Regions from separate parts of the Ovis aries genome. Here all the other regions are linked to region 2. Evidence: chromatin contacts called from public Hi-C data. All regions are on one chromosome and are shown on one strand. The core of a region is the stretch at or near the end of the contact, and the rest is flanking DNA. Distances in the headings are between cores, read along the strand shown. Region 1 overlaps POU2F2 (POU class 2 homeobox 2). Region 2 holds the start of MEGF8 (multiple EGF like domains 8). Region 3 holds the start of POU2F2 (POU class 2 homeobox 2).

Region 1 (4,129 bases), core at 389-2,888, 190 kb before region 2:
TCCCTGGTTTGGGAAGATCTGCTGGAGAAGGAAATGGCAACCTACTCTAGTATTCTTGCCTGGGAAATCCCTGGGACAGAGGAACCTGGCGGGCTACAGTCCATGGGCTTGCAAAGAGTTGGACACGACTGAGGGACTAAACACCTCACCCTTAGTAGAGCCTGGAAAGCCCCCGTTTAGTGCCCACTGAATTGAATCCAAAAAGTAAGGCCAGAAATAATCTTAGTAGTAGTATTGTTCTGATTTGGTATAACTCTCAGCTTATTTATTAGAATAAATAAGAATTAAAATATTTACTAACTCCTATCTCTCTGGGAGTGTGACTCTCAGGAGAAATCCCCCTTTATCACCAGAAGGCTGAAAAAGAGGTCTGCAGATTTCTTTCTGAATCAGCCAGGAGAGGGAAAAGATGGGGAAATGCATCGCAATTTGCGTGGGTCTCACAGTGAGGACTTGCATGAGAACCTAAACCAGTCCCCCACCCACCGTTACTCAGACCACAAACTGGGGGATCAGCCCTGATTTCTCCCTCTCTTATCCATCCAGTCTATCCATAAGTCCTACCAAAATGTTTTTCGTATCTTTTTTTGGCCGAGTGTCACAGCTTGCAGGTTCTTAATTCCCTGACGAGGGATCGAACCCATGACCCCTGCAGTGGAAGCACAAAGTCCTAACCACTAGACTGCCAGCGAAGTCCTCTACCAAAATTTTTTCTACACATTTTTGTGCTTTGAATGCTTCAATATCTGCCAAAATCTACCCTCCTTCCCAGAATTTAAAAAAAAAGTGCAACGTAAAATATACAGAACTTCAAAGCAAATCACTTATATTAAAATACAATCATCAAATATATTTTTGACTGTGATAAACAGTAATCAATGGGCTTCTTTGTTAACCCACTAAATAGGAGCAAGCAACAAGCTGAATGACTACTGTAATTTCAAAACAATGATTGAAAATTGTATTTTAAAAGATCTGCAAAACTGTAATAGAATATGGAAATATCTGTTCATTCCATAGGTGGCAAAGTCTAAGCCCTCCCAATACTGTGCTCCGCTGCCTTTATGCATGCCAGAAGGAAATGTTACGTTTTCAGTAAGAGGATAGTGAAAAGTGAGACGAAATTTTTTCCCATCCAAGTTCATGGACTCTCACCCCTGAATTCTATCCACAGACCCCTGTTGCGATGGTCTGTGGAACCCAGTTTCTTGTTCTTAAATATTAATAGAGGGAATTCCCTGGCAATCTGGTGGCCAGCATTCTGCGCTTTCACTGCTGGGGCCTGGGTTCGATCCCTGGTCAGGAGCAAAGAACTTGCAAGCTGCATGGCAGCCAAAACAAACAAAAAAATAAAGCCTCCACAACTTTCCATCAAATTTTTTTTTTAAACTGCCACACAGTTTTTGGGATCTTCGTTTCCTGACCAGGGAGTTCACATGAGGCAACTAAATATCCTGCCTGCTGCAATTAAGACCTGGCACAGCCAAATGAATACATACATCCATCCATTCATCCATATGTGGGAAAAAAGAACGAGAGAGATTCTGGGAAGAGCAGTGAGCTGCCGCAAGACCAAGGGTTAGCCAGTAGGGGGCGCCATTTCTCTACAACCTAGCGCCATCTGAACCGGCTCGCCCTGTGAAGCCACTTAGGGGCGTGTTAGAACCGACACAGGCCATGGAAAAGTTAGAGTAAGCGGAGGCATGCCTGCTAGACCCTCGCTGGGATATTAGTGGATCATCTGCTCTGTCCCTAACCTTCGAGAAAAACCAGAACAGAGGGCTAGCACAGCCTATCAAAGCTGAGAAAGAAAGGGCCACATTCTTGCTCATCGCTGTCATCTGATCACTCCCCTGCCCCAGAGCAGGGCGGTATAGGTGATAGACGAATTTTCAGAGAATGCATAGGATAAATCTTAGGACTGAAGGTGTCTGGGTGCCAACTGGCTGGGTTTTGCCACAGGTAGGATTTTGGCCGCAGACTGGGGGCAGAAAGACTGAGACAGGGTGGTTATATGACCTATGGGTGAACTGCAATGTAATCACCCACTGGGCTGGTTCCACCTGGTGGGGAGTAGGCAGCCTTGAGAAGGAACTAGAGGCACCAGGCCGAGCCCAGCAGGTGCAGCGCTTCACTCCACCGCACAGGCCAACTTCCCTGCCCCCCAAGACTGGCCTCCACACACACCGACAGCCACCCCAAGGGGAAGGTGTCAGCACGCACGTCTACACTGGCTTGTCCTCCCTGATAGGGCAAATTACAACCTGTTCTGGACACTGTGCTGCCAGGACATGAAGAGCCTGAAGTGAGGGCCAGGTGTGGAGGACAGGAAGGGATGGGGGCCGGGAGCTGTGCAGAGTACACTGCAGTGACTGTGTGAAAGCCTAGTGGAAGGGGCCACTTGGGGGGCAGGAAGCATCTGTCCTGGGGGCCCCCTGGGTGACACTGCACCCCCACCTGCTCAGAACAATATGGAGGGAGTTCCCACAGTGGGTGGGAAGGTCACCTGGGGGGTGCAAGGGTCCCTTTCATCTGAGAACCGTGGCGATTCGAGTCTTGGATGTTGTGCCTGCTTCCTCCTTTTTTAGGGTGGGGGCACATTTCACAGCTTGTGGGATCTTAGTTCTCCAACCAGGGTTCAAACTCGGGCCCTTGGCAGTGAGAGCACGTAGTCCTAATCACTGGCGTGTGTCCATGCACAGCAGCTCAGTCATGTCCAACTCTGAGACCCCAAGGTTTCTCTGTCCATGGGACTTTCCTGGCAAGAATACTGGAGTGGGTTGCCATTTCCTTCTCCAGGGGATCTTCCCGACCCAGGGATCGAATCTGTATCTCCTACATTGGCAGGAAGATTCTTTTACCTCGAAGCAACCAGGGAGACCCCTTAACCACTGCACCACCAGCGAATTCCTGAGTGACTTGGGGGTACACCAGCTCTCTGGGCTATACTGACTGGGGTAACAATGCAAGGTGTCCTGGAATACCTGGGCTCTGGAGCCAGCCAGACACCTGACTGTCCTTTACACACCTGAGACCACGGGCAGTTCTTTACCCTCTTTAAGCCTCAATTTATTCAAATGACACCTCAATAATTCTTATATGGGGCTGTTAAAGAATTAAATGAGACAAGGCATGTAGAACATTTAGCCTGATCCCTGATTCACTCAAGGGGTTCTCCTTAAACAGCAGTCATTTTTACTGAGTCATTTCTCTTGGGGCCTCAGTTTTTCACATATGTGTACATACCTGCTAAGTCGCTTCAGTTGTATCTGACTCTTTTGAGACCCCATGGACTGTAGCCCACCAGGCTCCTCTGTCCATGGGATTCTCCAGGCAAGAATACTGGAGTGGGTTGCCATTTCCTTCTCCAGGGAATCTTCCTGACTCAGGGATCGAACCCGTGTCTCTTATGTCTCCTGCATTGGCAGGTGGGTTCTTTACCACTAGGACCACCTGGATCGCTCTTTCATCTATAAAATGAGAGTAATAATGTCTAACTCTTCAGTGGGTTGTTTTGAGGCCTGAGTAATATTATTATCAAAGCATCTCGAAAACCAGAACATACTCCCCCAACACAAGCATTTGCTGGCACTGCACCCTCCCATCACCCGCCTCATGTCACCCCATGGGCTCTCGAGGGCAGGAGCCCCACGGGTCCATCCTCTTCCTGGAAACTGACAACTTTCAGCTCCTGCCCAGACTTTCCACCGAGCTTCAGCCTCTAATATCCATCTGCCTATTTGATGTCTTTACTTTTGGGTGATTAACAGACTCTCTAAACCCTACCATGTCCAAAGTGAAACTCCTGGTTCCTCAGCCCCGCCCTCCAAAACACCCTGTTCCTCCCCTGCCTTCCCCAGCTCAGGAAACCACCTCGCCACCACCCAGTCGCTGAAGCCAGAGTCCCAGGAGTCACCCTTGACCTATAGGATCCGTACAAAAGAGCATGCTGGACCCCACCTCCACCCTCATCACCTTCAGGGATGCCTGCAAGGGCTTCCCACTCGGCTCCTTGCTTCTAGTCCATTCTACCCAGAGCAGCTGAAGGAGCTTTGTAAAGGGTCAGTTGGGGCACATTCCTAACCTGCTTAGCACCCCCTACTGCCTCCCATCATACCCAGCACACCTT
Region 2 (4,071 bases), core at 575-3,074:
TCCGCAGACAAGGCCTTCCCACAGCACGTCTATGGGAACGTGACGTTCATCAGCGACTCGGTGCCCAACTTCACGGAGCTCTTCTCCATACCCCCGCCCGCCTCCTGCGTAAGCCCCGCGCCCCCGGCGCCCGAGGAGCTGCTGGCGCCGCCCCTGGAGTACCTGACCCCGCTCCCGGCCCCTCCACCGCCCTCCACGCCCAGGCGCCTGAGCCCACCCCCTGCCTTTCGCAGCCCCCGCGCCCCCACGCCGCGCCGCGACCGTCCCCCGGCACCCGCGCCCACCTTGCCAGACTGGGTCCTGGCGCTGTTGCGTACGCCCCCTCAGACACCCCTCGCGGTGCCCCCGCCGCCGCTGGCCTTCCGCGGTTCTCCCCCACCTCCCCGGCCACCGCCGGAGCTGGCCCGGCGCACCCCGACTCCCCCGCTTGAGTACCTGGCCCCACTGCCCAGGCGCCCCTGCCTGCCCCCTGCGCCCACACCTCGGGATGGGGGATCATCGCGGGGAGGGGGACGGGCCTTCGGGGCTGCATCTGCCCCTCCGTGGGTCCAGGACGGCATCTGATCCTGACCCCCCTCCCAGGCCGGGAAGCAGGTGGAGGAGACAGCGGTGGCGGCGGTGGTGGCCCCGAGGGGCCGCGTGGTGACCGTGGCCGAGCCGGGCGCGGTCTCCCCGCCCCCTTCCTCTCGGTTCCCCAAGGCGGCCGACCCAAGCTGGGATGGCCCGACGCCGCCCTACCAGCCGCTCGTGCCCCAGACAGCGGCGCCGCACACCGGCTTCACCGAGTACTTCAGCATGCACACGGCCGGGGGCACTGCACCCCCGGTCTGAGCACCCCTGCCCGCCCCTGCCCCATGGGCCGCGCCGGGCCCCGGCCGGGCTCCAGATCCCCTCTCTAACCCGGCCCCAGGGCTCTGCCATCCCCGGCCTTGCCAAACCTCCCCACCCCGCGTGCCCAGGTAGGGGTGCGTAGGGTCCCGCTCCCGCCCAGTCCCCCTTTGACTCTTGTGCCAAACGGTCCCGCGGGAGCCGCTCTCCCCGTCCCCTCCCTCAGCCCCTGCCCCGAGCGGCACCGGATTCTGGGCTCCCGCTGTTCCGTGACCTCCGGCCCCCTGGCCCCCTCCGAGACCTCTGACCCCGCCGGACCCCGGAACACCAGTGACGATCGCCGGGACCCTGCCTGAGGCTCTCCAGGAATCTGCGACCCCGAGCCACTGCTCCCAGGACAGATATTGTGAAGCTACCCTCGACTCTGAAACCTTCCCCTGGATCTCTGTGACCTCGGACCCGTACTCTGCCCACCCTATCTCCATCCCGGAGGCCCTCCCTCAGGTCCTTGGCAGAAAGACTTTTCCCCCTTCTTGCCAAAATAAAGAGGATTCGTTGAGTTTTTATCTTTAAGATGGACTCTTTCACATCTTGATAGTGCTCAGAGACCGGGCTGAACACGAACCGTTCCACGCTCGGGACCTCAGTGTGCCCAACTGTGAAATGGTATCTTGTGAGGGACCTGCATAACCTGCCCTTTTGTTGACCCATAATCGGAGAGCCCTGAAGGTATGAATCATTATCTAGCGGAGTCCTCTTACTGTACAGCTTTATTTTTACCTTCTCTGCCCCAGTTATAGGTAGAAGCGCCCTCCAGTGGCCGATGCTTCGCTCAGCCACCTGCACCAGGAGTTCGAATTAAGATTTTAGCACCGCGCATGTGTAATTCTCACTTCTCCGGCCGAGGCGGTCTGCTGCGCCTGCGTCTAGGAACAAATGGGCGGGGAAGTTTCCGGAAGTCTCCCTTTGTGGAGGGGTGGGGTTGGGTGCTCTGCAGTCCTCCCAGGGCCGCTCTGACCTGCGTCTCTGCAACTTCTCGCCTCCTCTTTATTTTTTATTCCACAGCGGCAGCTAGGCCCCCCGCCCTCCCGTCCTCCCCGCGTTCTTCCCGTGGCCGCTCTCGCCCTCCCGTCCCCTCGTCTCTCTGATCTGGCTCATCCGGCTCGGACGGGAGCCGTGGGTGGGTGAGCAAGCGAGTTGGTCTATGGGGTCCAGGCCTGAGCCCCTGAAGACTGACTCTGCCCTGGGCTCCCGCTCGCGCTCCGCCCCTGGCTGGAGGGTTCTCTCCCGGAGGACCCTCCGGTCCAGGACGTGCCCGCATCCTTGATGTAGGCCGCCGCCGAACTGTACACCCCTTCGCCCACTGGGGACCCGAGGGTCTATAAGGTCCGTTTCGGCCTGCAGCGGCCCGGGACTGTAACTGCTGGACATCGTTTATGGAGTCAGCTAGCCTATGGGGGCCCATGTCTACAAGAGACTCGCATGGCCTCTTAAGGGTCTGCCCCGTCCATAACGACCCCCATTATAGGGTTTTCCATGGGTCTGTAGGGCCCACCCCGCCATCTCCAGAACCCGGCGACAGCGGCTGTCCCAGCGGCTCCTGGACCCCGCTGGTCTACAAGGCCATGTCCCATCCATAGAGGTCGCATTTGCAGGGCTTCAAACGGGGTGGAAGGCCCTCACCGGGGCTTTACGACCCGTCAGTAGGGGAGGAGGCGGCGATGGCCCTGGGTCGGGCTCTGGCTGTGGCGCTGGCTATATCATTGGCCGTGCTGGGGCCACTATCTCCTGGAGCCCAGGCAGGGGACTGCAAGGGGCAGCGGCAAGTGCTGCGGGAGGCTCCAGGCTTCGTGACAGATGGTGCGGGCAACTACAGCGTCAATGGCAATTGCGAATGGCTCATCGAGGGTGAGTGGGGCCGCCTGGGTCGCACACCCGCTGGTGCGCTAATTCATTTATTTGTGCCCTCATTCATCCACTGACCACGTTCCCAGAATCCGTTCTGGTCCAGGCCCTTTGCTCTAAAATGCAGCCAACCTGGGCCCTGCCTTGGAAGGCCTTGAAGTCTGATCGAGGAGTTGCAACCAGACCCAGATGGACAGTTACAAGCCACAGCATCAGTGTGGGCTGTTCTGAGTAATCCTTAGATACTTAGGGACTACTCTGGCGGTCCAGCAATTAAGACAGTGCTTCAGCTGCAGGGCAGGGGACGTGAGTTCCATCTCTAGTGGTGACTAGGATCCTGCATGCTGCTTGATGTGACCAAAAAAGTAAAAATAAATTAAAAAAAAATTTTTTTTAAGCTTCATTTAAAAAGAAGTTGTTGGAAACTCAGGCTTTGAGCCCAGCCACCTGGCTTCAGATTTGGGTTCCACTTCTTCCTAGCTTTGTGAATTTAGGCAGGTGGCTTCCTTTCTCTAAGATTTGGCTTTCCCTCTCTGCATGTGGTAATAGTAATAGTACTCACCTCATAGGGCTATCTCAATAAATGAGAACAGGTACTTACTGTGCCTGGTACATAGTAAATATCCAGTAAATGTCCTTAGGATTATTAGTGTTGTTCTTTTTAAAGTACTTCAATGAAAGCATTTTTTCAGTCATTCATGTACCAGGTATTGTCTTTGCCACTGGGATTCAGCAGAGATACCCACAAGCCTCAGCAATCCGTGATGACTTGGGGCTTGGAATCTAGTCGGGGAGACAAACACATTAATAGTCCAACCCGGAGTGGTCGGGGCTGTGATGGAGGAACCCCATGGACCTGGGGATGCCCAGAGGAGGTACCTAATCCTGTGGGGTGAGTGAAAGTAGAGAAGGCTTCCTGGAGGAGGAGATGTCTGAGCTGAGGACTAAAGACCTATGGGAATCAGCCAGGAGTAGGAGAAAAGCATTCCAGGAAGAGGGAATAACCCGTGCAAAGGCCCCATCTTTACTGTTCTGGGCTCCCAGTCTAGTGGGGGAAACAAACCCACCCCTAGGGAGTGAGAACCTCAGAGATGGCATCTGACTTAGCCTGGGCTATGCCTGAGACCAGAGGTGTATGTAGGAGAGAGCAAAAGGGCATTCCAGATAAGGAGAATAGCCCATGCAAAGGCCCGGAAATAAGAGTATATGATGCTTTTGTGTGTGTGAGTCGCTCAGTTGTGTCCCATTCTTTGTGACCCCATGGGCTGTAGCCCACCAGGCTCCTCTGTCTGCAGAATTCTCCAGGCAAGACTACTGCAGTGGGTAGCTATTCCCTTC
Region 3 (4,219 bases), core at 1,676-4,175, 170 kb before region 2:
CCTCCGCCTCCCCTCCCTCCCCGGACTTTCACTTCTCCTCTGCAGTTCCCCCAGCCGGTTTTAGCAGACTTGGGCCAGCTTCTCGTTAGCACTTACCGAAAACGGGGCTAAATATAGAGGGCCCAAGGGCTGCCCCTCACCCCTCCCGGCCCCGCTTGGCCTGTCCCCTGGGTCCCCGGCCTCCAAAGCCCTCAAGCAAGGCTGGGGCCTGGGAGCCTCTGTGGGCCGAGTGGGCGCTGCCGGGAACCTCTGCGCGCCCACTGGCCCAGCCCGGCCTCCCCGGGAGCAGCGTTTCACACCCACACCCCACAGCTGTCCCTGGGGTGGCCTCCAGGGAGCGAGCACTCCTGGGTGTCAGGGAGGAGGATGCAGACACAACAAGAGCGGTGGCCCCGCAGCTGTGCTGACAGGAGCTGCCACGGAGCGCACACACCACAGCCTCAGCCAGGCGGGGCTCCGACACGGGCCGAGCCCATGCAAACGCACACGGGACAGGTGCGCAGATCCCAGACGGGAATGTGTGCGAGCCCAGACACAATGCCACCAGCAGATATGCAAAACGCACACCCAGACGTGTGTGGGCACACCTGCCTGTACACACACTCGCACACCAAGTCACCCCCAAACACACACACACGCATGTCCCAGAGTCACTCACAGACAGATGCACAGACACCCAGGTCACTCAGATAGACACACACCAGATGTATACACACACACACACACACACACACACACACAGAGTAACAGAGACAGGTACACACTTACATCCAGGTCATTGAGATAGACACACCAAGATGTACATACACAAGCTGTGCACACTCACTCAGACTCATTTAGACACACATACAGACAGCTACACACTCACACACCCAGAGTCACTCAGGCACACAGAGAAGTACACACACACACCCAGAGTCACTCAGACACACATACAGACGGGTACACACACATCCAGAGTCTCTCAGACACACAGACAGATACAGATGTGTGTATAGACACACATCCGGGTCACTCATATAGACAAAGATGTACTCACACAAGATATGCACACACACATACACCCCGAGTCACTCAGACATAAAGGTAGACTCAAATGTATACACACACACACAGTCACGAGACAGACACACAGAGATGTGTACACACACACAGGTCACTCAGACACACACACACACACACACACACACGTGCACCTACTCACACTCCCAGAGTCCCCTCCTCCTGGGAGACGGCCAGGGTGCAACCCGGAATCCAGTCCAGAGGTGTGGAGCCCAAGACCGAGCAGGAGGCATGACCTGCTCAAGACCACACATGTGTTAATTCACATCCAGGCTGGGGAGCCCAGGCAGGCCTTGCAGGCTGGGCAGTTCTCTGAGAAATGCCAAATACAGGGTCTAACCCAGTGCCTGATGAAGCCGCCATTCCCCCCAGACAGGGAAGAGACAGTAGGCACACATTATCCTGTGCAGACGCCCTGGGTCGCTGCGTCTGCACTGTGCACACACGCGCACACACACACACCCGCAGCTGCACATACGGTCACTTCAGTAAATCATCACATCACACAGCATCCCGCAAGTAACCTTCCTTCTGCCTCAGCCCCCGCCTCGCCTCCCTTGCCTGCTCACACCCACTCATCCTTCATCTCAGAGCAGACATGCCCTCCTCCAGGAAGTCCTTCCTGATGCCCCATTAGCCGAACTGGGCAAGTCTTCTGGGCTCGCCCAGTGCCCTGTGCCTCCTGCATCCCAGCTCTCACCCGTCTGCCTGTGCTTCCTCCCATATCTGGTGACAGGTCTGTCTCTGTTACTGAACTGGGCACTCCAGGAAGACAGACCCAGAACTGCCTTCTTTAGTAGGATTTCCAACATCCAGCACAGAACTGCTCCGTAAATACGTGTTGATGATGGATCACAAGACACCCGCAAATGCTGATGCACATAGACGCAGGCCAAACCAAAATTCAGCTCCACAGACACCGACAAATGGGACACATCCCCACGGTCAGAACTACAGGGCTGCAAACAAAACACCCCTGAAGTATGGACACTGGCCGTGGTCCAGGCCCCGCTATTCCTATATTACCTCACTTAACTCTCCTATCCGCACCGCCTAGAGCATCATGCAGAGATGGACACGTTATGCCAAATGAGTCAACAGGCACAAGTCACTTTGTACAGCCCTTGGCAGACAATGTTCGCTCAGTCCGCTGACACTTGGTAGGGGAGGCGGTTCATAAACACACAAACATATCATACATTTTCAGGGGTGATGAGTACCATGAAGAAAAGACAGAACAGGGTGAGGGGCCCAAGAGTGCTGGGACTGGCTGCCCGTTTAGATGGGGAAAGCAGGGGAGGCCACCTGAGAAGGGGACATCGGAGGTGAACGGAGTGAGGAAGTGAATCAAGAGAGCCTTGCCAAGGCTATCCCCACAGAATCGCACACACAGCCCCTCGCACACACACACCTGACAGTCATATATAGAAAACGCAGAACCACTGTTCACATGCGCCTACACGCACTCGGAGGTCCAGCCCCCAGGCAGTCCTCTCCCAGGATCACGCAGGCCGCCCACCCGCTGGTCCTCTGCATGAGAGCAGGGGACCAACACCTGGCTCCACCCTCGCCCCCGGACCCCCCAGGACAGGGAGCGGCAGAGGAAGAGAGAAGAGGGCCGAAGCCCCCCAGGGCTGATGCGAGAGGGGAGGGGACAGAGGAGCTGGGGGTGGGCACGCAGGATGGGGAGAGGGGCAGCTGCTGAGGCACAGAGTCACAGAGCGGAGGAGCAGCCGGAGAGGAAGGGCAGGCCGAGCCAGAACGAACCCCAGGGTGCTGCCTGTGCGCCCCAGCCCCTTACCTGGAGCCCCCATGCTGGAGTGAACCATGCTGCCCGCCCCGCAGGGCTGGGGGAACAACTGTGTCATCTCCCCGCCCTCTCTGGGGGCCAAGCCCTCGCTGCCGGAAGTCACCCAGGGAGGAAACCACAGGGTCCGCCCCCTTCGGAAGGGAAAATACCCGTGCCCGAAGGCCCACCCCAGCCGGCAGCGGACCCCAAATCATGTTGTGTGTGTGTGTGTGTGTGTGTTGGGGAAGTGGGGGTGGGGGGGTAGAGCGCAAGGAGGCTGGAAGAGCTGACTCTGCAGCTGTGCCCCGAGGAGGTGCGCCCTGCCTCTCTGCCGCCTCCACCGGCCGGCACATCTGGAGCAGGGCTTGTGGGTCTGGGAGAGAAGGTGGACCCAGAACACGGCACTAAAACACTGGCTAGGAGTTTGGGGCGGGCCTTTCCCAATGCTAGGCCCTGCCTGTCACAGCTGACAGGCATCATCTCTGAAGGTGCTATTTGCCCCCATTTTCCAGACAAAGACTGAGGACCAGAGAGGTGAGGTGGCCTCTCTAAGGGGTCAGAGGCAAGAAGCGTTGAAGCCAAGAAGCAGGGCAGGAGGAGGCTTCGGCAGACTGTGGCCAACGGGGAACCCAGCCGCGCCTCTGCCCGCAGGTGAGGCGTCCGCGGCCACCACTGGGAAGAAGTACCCGTGGGCAGTGGTAGGGCCGGGCCTTGCCCTGGAGCGGCAGGAGGTCCGCCACGGGGCAAAGCGGGCGCCGGAGGTGGCTGGGGTGGAGGGAAGTACCGGGTCCCGGGGCCACGGGCTGGCCCTTCGCGCTGCGGCGCTCGCGGCCCAACGCTTCCCTCGGTGCCCGCCAGAGGGCGGCAGCGCCCAGCCAATGGGCCAGAGGGCGGGGCCGGTGCGGAGGCGGCGCCCCGCCCTCCGCCCCTCCCCTTCCCTCGCCCGCCCCCGCGCGCACACCTGCGAGGGTCACACAAAGGCGCAGGGCTCCCCGCGCGCGGCGGCGCAGACAAAGGCGCGGCCCAGCCCGCTGCCCTCTTCCGCTTCCCCGCCCGCGGTCCGAGGCTGCTGGGCCGCCTGGTGCCTCAAAACAGCCCACTTGCTCGCTCCGGGCCCTGCAGGACTCGCTGCGCCCCTACCCTACGCTGGAGGACCCCCAGAGCACGCGCGCGCACACGGACGGCTGGACTCCTATACACACGCTCAAGTGTTTCTACACAGGGACCCCAATACTTCACACACACGTGTGTACATCCAGACACCTGGAAACACTCCTGGTGCCCAGGCCCTGACAACAACGAACACTACCCGTGTGTGCCCAGAACTCTCTGCTCTGTCATGCGGGCACATGGGCACGGCTATACAGG

The links. Hi-C and Micro-C count contacts between places; a contact is called where the count stands out from the background.
Region 1: a contact with region 2 is called in a Hi-C map of blood, with 2.5 times the contacts expected there. The contact joins the enhancer-like site here to the promoter of MEGF8 in region 2. A contact is called at or near these places in 2 of 16 Hi-C or Micro-C datasets (both in blood).
Region 3: a Hi-C map of liver shows a contact between it and region 2, with 3 times the contacts expected there. The contact joins the promoter of POU2F2 here to the promoter of MEGF8 in region 2. A contact is called at or near these places in 2 of 16 Hi-C or Micro-C datasets (blood and liver).

What each region holds. Positions count from the first base shown.
Region 1 is chr14:50,733,055-50,737,183 of ARS-UI_Ramb_v3.0, reverse strand. The region is part of intron 6 of POU2F2 (POU class 2 homeobox 2); the gene reads right to left. Among named protein-coding and RNA genes, the nearest start is that of POU2F2, 20 kb to the right of the region's middle. Within about 2 kb of position 1,638, at least 4 of the 54 cell types and tissues checked have an H3K27ac peak or open chromatin away from gene starts, as enhancers often do.
Region 2 is chr14:50,540,358-50,544,428 of ARS-UI_Ramb_v3.0, reverse strand. It overlaps MEGF8 (multiple EGF like domains 8), which reads left to right and starts at 1,824. Exons shown (of 41, transcript XM_027978350.2): 1 at 1,824-2,736. The coding sequence starts at 2,550. TMEM145 (transmembrane protein 145) reads left to right here. Exons shown (of 14, transcript XM_060398630.1): 14 at 1-1,401. The coding sequence ends at 564.
Region 3 is chr14:50,714,076-50,718,294 of ARS-UI_Ramb_v3.0, reverse strand. POU2F2 (POU class 2 homeobox 2) reads right to left here and starts at 2,925. Exons shown (of 16, transcript XM_060398629.1): 1 at 2,864-2,925. The coding sequence starts at 2,891.